Regions from separate parts of the Mus musculus genome. Here regions 1 and 2 are each linked to region 3. Evidence: chromatin contacts called from public Hi-C and HiCAR-type data. All regions are on one chromosome and are shown on one strand. Each heading gives the region's core, a stretch centred on a gene start, on an enhancer-like site or on the middle of the called end of the contact. The rest is flanking DNA. Distances are from core to core; before and after follow the strand shown. Region 1 holds the start of AA387883 (expressed sequence AA387883). Region 2 has its middle 31 kb from the start of Mir6407. Region 3 holds the start of Sorcs1 (sortilin-related VPS10 domain containing receptor 1).

Region 1 (2,757 bases), core at 101-2,600, 2.2 Mb before region 3:
CCCCCGGAAGTCAGGGAATACATCTTTCTCACATCTCAGACTAAGTTTCCTAGCCTGGGAGCAGTGTCTCTGTGTTTCCCCAAAGCCCAGCACCCAGCCGGTGCAGGCCTGGGATAAACGCCGTCAAACTCACCGAAAGGCCTTCCCAAAGGCTGTGCCCTGTGGCAGGGCAGAACGCTGACTCACAGTCTGCTAAGATCTTTCCCCGTTGTGCACTATTCTGAATAATGTACTTTCCTTTCCGCTGTTCCACGCAGGCTTCTGTGAGTGTCACCAGTCTCGAGCCTCATTGGCTTCCTTCTGTTTTCTCCCTGCCTGGAAGCCCAGAGCCTCTATCCATTCTGTTCTCTTAGTTCAGAGTGAGTTTCCTCCTAATCTTTTGGTTAAGTTTCTACCCACTTTCCCAAGGGCTTGGCCATCCTTCAATGCAGCCTTGCAGAGCTGTTGGTAGTGTGAGCTTCATAGGCAGAGAGCCCGGATTTGTGCCCAATTACTGCTTACAATTACCCTAAGAAATCCAAAACCATCTAGGCATTAATTTTGTCATCTGTATAATGGGAGTATCTCAGAGACTTAGACATGTAACCCAGGGGGAGTCTGGGTAAATGGCACTGCTGGTACAAGATTTAATTCTCTAAGCACTCAGATAGAATAAAATCCCAACTGTGCCTGCTCATTATCTATGGGCAACATTTACAATAAAATCAGTGGGCAAGTTATTCTCACAAGCTCTAGCTTTGAGTATGCTAGGGATGTGAGAGCGTGCGACCAGGAGAGAGCGTGCGACCAGGATGCGTTCGAACTGTCAGGAATAAATCTAATAATTAATAATAACAATAAATCTACAGCTATGGGAGAAAACTACAATGATACAAACCAATTGTATTTGGAGCTAATGGCATAACTAGATTTAAAACAAAACAAAACAAAACAAAACAAAACACCAAAAACAACTTAAAAACGACCAGAAAATGAGGTAAGGACGAATTACGCTAATTCTAGCAACCGCTGTGCTGAGAGGAGAACTTACCAGAAAGGAAACAGCATTCGCTGTACATCTCAATCCCTAGGCAAGCGGCAGGTGTTCCCGCGAACCCCAGGGGCCCAACTGAGAGCAGTGTTCGCCTGAGGGAGCTTTGCAGACTTGACTTGCTGCGGGTAGACAGATCTGAAAAGGCCTGCGAGTTTAGGCCCCACGGATGTTCAAAACTCACCAGACAAAAGTGCATTCTAAGACAAAGCCCCACAGTGAGTAGAAAGAACTGCTGGGCATAAGATCCAACGTGAATGGCAGGAGGTCAACAGAGACGAAGAAGAAAGGCAGGCTTTCATGAAAGCGAGCCAGACAGTGAGGAAAAGGACAAGGTACGGCGAGCATTCCGCGGAGCCGGCAGAAGAGGGCGCTCCCGAGCCATGGAAACGATCCCATTTCATATTTAAAAAAAAAAAAAAACCAAAACAAAAAACACCCAAAACAAAAAACCACCAACAACCCAAACCCACACAATGTAAGATTAAGATCTGATAACATAAAAAAGATGCTAGAAATAAAAAGAAGGGAATAAGGAACATGATAACGTTTCTGCAAACAATTAAAGCATGCCGGAAATAACATGTTTACAAAGTTGAAGGCGCATCCTCTCAAGAGCAGAGCGGAGCAGGCTGAGGAATTTTTCAGGTCGCTTGCAGAAGGGATCCGGTAGGAAACTGTTGTGTTTTTTAATCCCCTCCCCTAGAAAAAGACACCTAAGGTGTCAGGTAGGCAAGGAGCTTAGTTTTAAGTTGACCAGAGCTTTAATGACCATCAAGAGCAGAAGGCTGGATCTTGGATGGATAATGGAGCCAAGAATGGACTCCAGAATACAAGAGTCAAGAGGAGTGCAACCAGGCCAGAAATCAAGTAGAAAACAGAATTGGGAAGTGCTTTGGGAAAGTGTTTATACACGCTGTTAGAGCTCTTTCAATCTCTCTTAATAGTTGATGCATGAACAGCCCACAGGAACATTAAAATGGCTTAAAGTCACAGACTATGTGACTACATTCATGGACGATCGGTGCCTAAAGGGAGGGAGGGAGTGACTTGAAACAGGGTGCGATCAAGATCAGTACAGAGGCAGGGGGTCTGGTTGTGTGTGCTGTCTTTACTAGAGAGACCTGCAGTGGGTGTTTCTGTCCCCTTAAGCCCGCCCTGATCTGTTTCTGCCTCCTTAAACCCACACTGATGTGTCTTACCTGCCCTTCCTTTGGACCACTGAGGTCATACGCTTGAGCAACTGCGCATGCTCACTGTAATCCCCAGCCCTTTATCCCACCATTTTCTCCACATTCGCGGTGCTCTCAGGTCCTTCTCACTGGGTTAGGCTCCGGCTGTGTCCACACACATGGAAAGGTCTCTGATGTCAGCATCTCCCTTCTCTGGACTCCAGCGGCATCACAGACTCTGAAATCCTACCTATAGGTCAATAATTGCCCGATATGTTTTCCTATCTCTGACCTTTCTTAGCAATTCCTCCTGCTTTCCTGACATTTCTACTTGGATATCTAAAAGACTCTTTATATATTTATCCTACCAACCCCCCACAACATAGGATTCTTTTCTCCCCATTCCTTCCATTCTTTCTCCTGTATTTACTAGCGAGTCTTCCTAAAAGCTAGTTTCTTTTCCTGAAATACCACACTTCACCTGTCAGGATACTATGGTGTCTTCTTTCTGAGCGGAACACCGTATCCGTCAACGACTCTGCATTTCTGCTAAGG
Region 2 (2,937 bases), core at 354-2,853, 2.3 Mb before region 3:
GTTCCCCAAGCTTGTTTTCCCTGATCTCTAAAAATACAGCTAGAAAGAAGCTCTTTGTTCTCTATAGCCAGCAAAAAGCCTTTTTGTTTCTATACTGTACAACCAGAGATGCCTGCCTTCCTGTGCTGAGGACACGGAGATAAAAATTCAGAAAGAACCCACTCCCCACTCCTGCCTTGTAAATTACACCAAGGACACCCGGAAGAGAAGAACTCTTCCCATCTCCTCCCAACTCCTCTCAATTCCTCAGCTAGCTGTTAAAAGCCCCCTACTGTCACTGCTTGGGGTCGAACTCCCCTGCCCTGCATGGCAGAGGGACTTCGTTCTCAGCTAGCTGATAATAAAACCTCTTGCAGTTTGCATCAGGTGTGGTTTTCTCTTGGGATACTGGGATGCTGGCCAGCTCATCCCGAGACTTGATCGGAGGCCCAGCTTCGGGGGGTCTTACAGTAACAGCAAACTCTACCAACTGAGCACCATCCTCAGCATCTGATTGGTAGTTCTAAGGCCCATGCTGTGGTCACTAGCTAGTCAGAATAGGACATTAAGAAAGTCATAGCAAAGTGGGGTGTGGTGGCGTACATCTTTAATCTCAGCTCTGGGGAGGCAAAGGCAGGTGACCTTGGTGAGTTCGAGGCCAGTTTGGTCTACATTGTGAGTTCCAGGACAGCCAGGATTGTGTAGAATGATTCTGTCTTCAAACCAAACCAAACCAAACCAAACCAAACCAAACCAAACCAAACCAAACCAAACCAAACACCCAAAAAACCCACAAAAGCAAACCAAGCAAAAACAAACTCTCCTCCCAACTCCTCAGCTAGCTGTTAAAAGCCCCCTACTGTCACCGCTCGAGGTCAAACTCCCCTGCCCTACAAGGTGGAGGGACTTCGTCCTCAGCTAGCTGATAATAAAACCTCTTGCAGTTTGCATCAGGTGTGGTTTTCTCTCGGGACACTGGGGTGCTGGCCAGCTCACCCCGGGACTTGAGCAGAAACCCAAATCAAATATAACCCCCCCCCCCAAAAAAAAAACCAAGAAATTCACAGGACCGAGAGTTAAAAATGTAGGTTCTGACTTTTGCCATAGTCTTGAGTCCAAATCGCTATAGAAACAGAGAGGCTGGAATAGCAAAACTGAAAGGCAGGGAGGAATAAGATTTAGAGCAAACAGAGGTGCTGTCCGAGAGGAGGAGCACTGCTGTTCTCTCCAGAGGTGGTGGAGGAAGATGGAGGAGGCGGCCGGGTGCTCAGGCAGCCTGGAAACAGACAGGGAGCTTGGTCTCCAAGAGCTGTTTTGAGAGGTGTGATCAAAACAAGAAACAGTTGCACATTACTTCGGTGTGTGGGTTTATGTGGGAGAGAGGCAGGAGCTGCTGCAGCCAGAACCCTGGAAACCAGCCTGGCAAAGCCCCTCAGCAAAGAGACCTGAAAAAATAAACAGGAGATACTGCCGAGGATAGACCCGAACAGGAGATGGCAAACATTTCAGAGCCACAGGCTCACAAGGATCCGAGAATGAAGGAGCAGAGCAGACAGTGTCTTAAGCAAACAGGAAAAGACAGGAGGAAATGTAGCAAGTCAGAAAAAAGGGGAGGTCCTACAGCTGTCAGTGAAGAGCTCACACCTAAAGGGAGGCTGGGCAGGATGTGCCTGCGGTTCGGTTCCAGCCTGTGGGGCAGAGACGAGACGATTCCCTGATGGTTGATGACCAATGAGTTTAGTGAGAGACCCTGACTAAAAGACTGAGGTCTATGTCCTCCTTGTGGGTGCCTATGCACCAGCATACACCAAACACACGAAAGTCACATGATTCAGAAACACAGAGAGAATGGGACCCAGACGGACAATAACATTTATACAGGTTCCTCCAAAGAAGGAAACAAAAGGAAAGGAGCAGAACAAATACTTGAAAATGTTCAAGCAAACGTTCCTGAGATTATAGAATTAAAGTTGGAAATGACATGTTGAAAGGGACAGCTATATAAATATATACAAATATATAAATAAACCAATGATGTCCAATAGCACAGAATATGGTAATCGCTGGACTTTAAAGAAGCCCTTTAGAAGTTTAACAGGATACCCATAGAACACATTCATGAGAAAAAATACAAAATTGCCATCAGACATTTTCACAGCAACAGTGGGTCAAGAAAGTGGGATGACAGTCCCAAAGGCTTTATTGTAACTTATTAGGATACATTTTTATCTTAGGCTTGGTATCTGAGCTAAAAATTAACAGACCAAAGGCTTAAAAAAAGTTGCACTGGCATGGAGTTAGTGCTGGTGGGACTGGACAGGGATGGAGGAGGGAACGGGTTTCCATTATACAACTGGTAGGAACTACCATCTCCAGATGTTTAAAAGAGAAAAATCCAGTTTTAAGGAGGAGTTGAAACCTTGTGAGCATCTGAATGTAGGTGGTGTGTGTGTAACCTATCCTTGTTTTTAAGCATTTCGTGTGTGTGTGTGTATGTGTGTGTATGTGTGTGTAGGTATATATGTGTGTGTGTGAAGCTTGCGGTTGACGTCAGGATTCTTCCCCTTTGGCTCCCCCGTTGGCGGGAAGCTTGGCTCTCTTGCATTCACCGTACATGTGACTCGATGGTTTGGCTCTAGTGTCTGTGTTGTGGCTGATAGTCTGGGTGACTTTGTCCCTGGTTGTACCCTCTTATGCTTGCCTTATAACTCCATGTCTTCAGTTTTGAAGAGGCTTAGACCCAACCTTTTCCCTTCTCATTCGGATGTGATGGTTTCATCCCTTTGAAGGCTGTTAGGTCACATTCTGCACCCCATCTTACATCCCCTTGACTTTTTAATTTATTGATTCAGATTTTCACACATTAAGGTTTGGTCTTGGTTCTGTAAGGTTCAATGGGTTTTCATAAGTGCCTCGTGCCATAAAGGTGTAACGACAGTGTCTTACAGATATAGTCTC
Region 3 (3,096 bases), core at 408-2,907:
AATTAATGGAGACCATTCTGGTTCAGTCTCTCCGGGATTGGGATTGCAGTGTGCTGTAGGAACCATCATGATGTCACATCTCCCCGGAATAGATTTTTATCATAAAGTTGTTCCTCTGGAGTATCATCAGGAAGGTTTCATTAACTGAAGATTAATTATCACTGTGTATTACTTTCAAGTGGGGCTCATCACAAACTTTGAATTTTGTAGAGTAAGATGATGATTCCAAGTGCAAAACTGAACAAAAATCAAACTGCACACGGGAATTAACACTATTTCATAACATCTGTTCATTCAATCCATAAACATTCCTTCAATAATTTTATAATTCTCATGTGCTCAAGAGGACATTATTTGGTGCGTGGAAATGGTAAAGAGATGCGATGGCATTTAAACCTTGGCATCAACTAACAATTTGAAAAAGGCCTGGCTTTAGATGAACTGCAATTTCCAAAGCGCTCCCACCTACTATAAATCATTACCTCAATTTCTGAGTAGAGGCAGGGGATCTTGGGTGGATTGATATTATAATCACATAATTACAGAATTTTAGGGTCACAAAGGATTTTAAAGGTCATGTATTGCAACCACTTAATTTAATATTTGGGAAGCACAATTACCTGAAGGTCCCACAGCAAACACTTTCAAGCGCGGGCTTGCTGGGGGGGGGGGGATCTGAATGCATGTGTTAGCAACCCTGAGCTAGACACCAGTGATGCCAGAAGAATACAACACATTTCCTCTATTTGTTGATATACAGATCTATAACAAACTCACAACACATACTCATCAAGCCAATCACTTACATTTGCTACCATTCAGTGCACTGTTACCAAACACAGAGAATAATACGGCAAACAGGTCACTTCGGAGTCTCCCTTCTCTCAAGGAGCTTATGGTCTCTTAAGGACAGTTGCCAAGATGTATATAACTACAAAATACTTGGGGAATCTTAACTTTAATTGTGTTGTCAACTGTGAGTGCTTTCAATACTGGAGAGTGCTTAAAAAGACCTGAAATCTAGGAGGAATCACAGAGGAGAGAAAATCTCACCAACTATATATATATATACACACACACATAGACTGAGCAGGACACACACACACACACACACACACACACACACACACACACACACACAGTTTATTGCACCACTCTCTGCTGCCTTCTGAGATCTTCTCCAGGCCTGGGCACACAAAGTAAGGACTACATGCCAACTCACCCAGTTTAAGAGGGAGAGCAAGAGCCCACTCATCTTCTAAACTGGAAAAGACCAGAAAAAGAGAAAAGGGGAGAAACAACCACAGAGAGAAGGGAAAACAGGAATAGGAAACCCTTCACAGCGCCTGCTCCGGGAGCCTGGGGCTGCTCGCCCCAAGAGGAAGGGTGCTTGCTCGGGCTGCTTGCGGGGACTCGGCGCGCCTTGGGGAGGGTAGGCGACAGCGCAGCCCGCGCCCGCAGCCCTGGACACAGCGCAGCTCGGAGACGGGACGCAGTGCCCCGGAGCCCCGGCAGAGCCCGCCCTCCCTCCCGCGTCGCCAGCCGGCGCGCGGCGCCCTCTCCGCCCGTGACTTCAGTTCGGCTCCACCCCCGCGCGGCGGCGGCGGCGGCGGTGGCTCGCAGCTCCGTCCCAACCCGCGCGCTCCGCACAAGCCCAGCCTGGGCGAGCGGCAGGCACCTGCCCGGCGCCGCCTCCGCGCGCCCCGCCGCCGCCCAGCCCAACTTGGATGGAGTTGTGGTCCTGAGCGCACGCCCTGCCGCCGTCAGCCTGTAGCCTCGCTCCGCTGCCTGCCTTCGGTCCGGGACCCCCTCTCCGCTTCTCTACGCTCCAGAGATGGGAAAAGTTGGCGCTGGAGACGGCTCCTCGGCCGGGCTGAGCGCGCTCCTTGCAGGAGCGGGGCTTCTGATGCTCTTAGCCCCCGGCGTCTGCAGCAGCCTCTCTTGCTGCCCTCCGCAGCACCCTAGCTCGACCCCACGCCGGACCCTTACCCCAAGAGGCTTTCCTCACCCGGGACCTCTGGGTCGGGCTCCTGCCACGCCCCCGCCCCTCTTCATGAGACCCCTGTTCGCAGTGGCCCCCGGGGACCGTGCGCTGTTTCTGGAGCGAGCTGGGGGCAGCAGGGTGTCAGTGGCGACCGCTGCACGCTCTGGCCGTAGGAGACGGAGTGGAACGGAACCCGAGAAGATTGAACCCGGAGAGGGTGCGAGTCGGAGCCGCCGGGACATGCTAAAGGATGGAGGGCAGCAGGGGCTTGGGACTGGCGCACGGGACCCGGACAAAGCCACCCGCTTCCGGATGGAGGAGCTGAGACTGACCAGCACCACATTTGCTCTGACAGGAGACTCAGCACACAACCAAGCTATGGTCCACTGGTCTGGCCACAACAGCAGCGTGAGTAGAATGGAACTGGGGGCAAAGGGGCGAGAGAAGGAAAGGGTTACCTTTCACTGTAAGAGCTGGCGGAGAATTGGGGGCGGAGGGGGGGGGGGCAAAGAGGTTTCTTTCTTGGGAGATGCTGCACAGTGAAGTCTTCCCAGCTAGCCTCCCCCAAGAGTTAATGGTGCCTACTAGGGTGCCCCCACCGCCACCTTCAGAGTGTTCTCCAGATCAAAAGGTTCAAATTGGAACGGACCAGGCAGATCTTTTTTATTTCTTCAATGGCACTGGAGAGTAGAACTGAAGACCAAATATGGGGGTTGTATGTGCGTTAAAGTATTTTTAATGAAGATCTGAAAGGGTTAAATCTCCAAGCCCACTGAAATCCCCTGAAGGGACATTTCCTTACCTGATAGACTGATGGAGCACACGGAGAAGTCGCCTCTGTGGGCTTTTTATTTTATTTTTATACAGAGCTCCTAGCCCCTTGTTCTACCCCGGAGAAGGCAAACTGCAGTACGATATAAGGTGCCCTTTGGTATTAGAAATCTATTTGGGAACCAAACGGATGCAAGTTTCAGTGCAGAGGCTCCCCAGCATCTCCTGACAGCATTAGCAAGTGCATCTTGAGAGCCAGGCTTTTCTAGCCCATGAAAGGGCAGTTGTTCTCTGGCATGGTCAGCCTGGGGAAGATCAGATAGATAGATCCCAGTGACAAC

The links. A called contact is a pair of places that touch in the nucleus more often than the background predicts. HiCAR-type assays count read pairs that join an accessible place to other places.
Region 1: a contact with region 3 is called in a HiCAR-type map of astrocytes, with 9 times the contacts expected there. The contact joins the promoter of AA387883 here to the promoter of Sorcs1 in region 3. A contact is called at or near these places in 4 of 39 promoter capture datasets (cranial neural crest, hippocampal neurons and liver), 1 of 484 Hi-C or Micro-C datasets (embryonic fibroblasts) and 2 of 115 datasets of contacts at active chromatin or transcription factors (astrocytes and embryonic forebrain).
Region 2: a contact with region 3 is called in a Hi-C map of cerebral cortex, with 2.7 times the contacts expected there. The contact joins the enhancer-like site here to the promoter of Sorcs1 in region 3. A contact is called at or near these places in 6 of 39 promoter capture datasets (cranial neural crest, frontonasal cranial neural crest, hippocampal neurons and 3 more), 1 of 484 Hi-C or Micro-C datasets (cerebral cortex) and 3 of 115 datasets of contacts at active chromatin or transcription factors (astrocytes, embryonic forebrain and forebrain).

Annotation. Positions count from the first base shown.
Region 1 is chr19:52,921,774-52,924,530 of GRCm38.p6, reverse strand. AA387883 (expressed sequence AA387883) reads right to left here and starts at 1,350. Exons shown (of 2, transcript NR_030678.1): 1 at 1,031-1,350.
Region 2 is chr19:52,977,882-52,980,818 of GRCm38.p6, reverse strand. It overlaps a transcript of Xpnpep1 not described here. Among named protein-coding and RNA genes, the nearest start is that of Mir6407, 31 kb to the left of the region's middle. Within about 2 kb of position 1,603, at least 29 of the 459 cell types and tissues checked have an H3K27ac peak or open chromatin away from gene starts, as enhancers often do. A contact at or near this core is called in cerebral cortex, where this site is marked.
Region 3 is chr19:50,677,207-50,680,302 of GRCm38.p6, reverse strand. It overlaps Sorcs1 (sortilin-related VPS10 domain containing receptor 1), which reads left to right and starts at 1,657. Exons shown (of 26, transcript NM_021377.3): 1 at 1,657-2,392. The coding sequence starts at 1,835. Gm26629 (predicted gene, 26629) reads right to left here and starts at 2,898. Exons shown (of 8, transcript NR_166832.1): 1 at 2,787-2,898.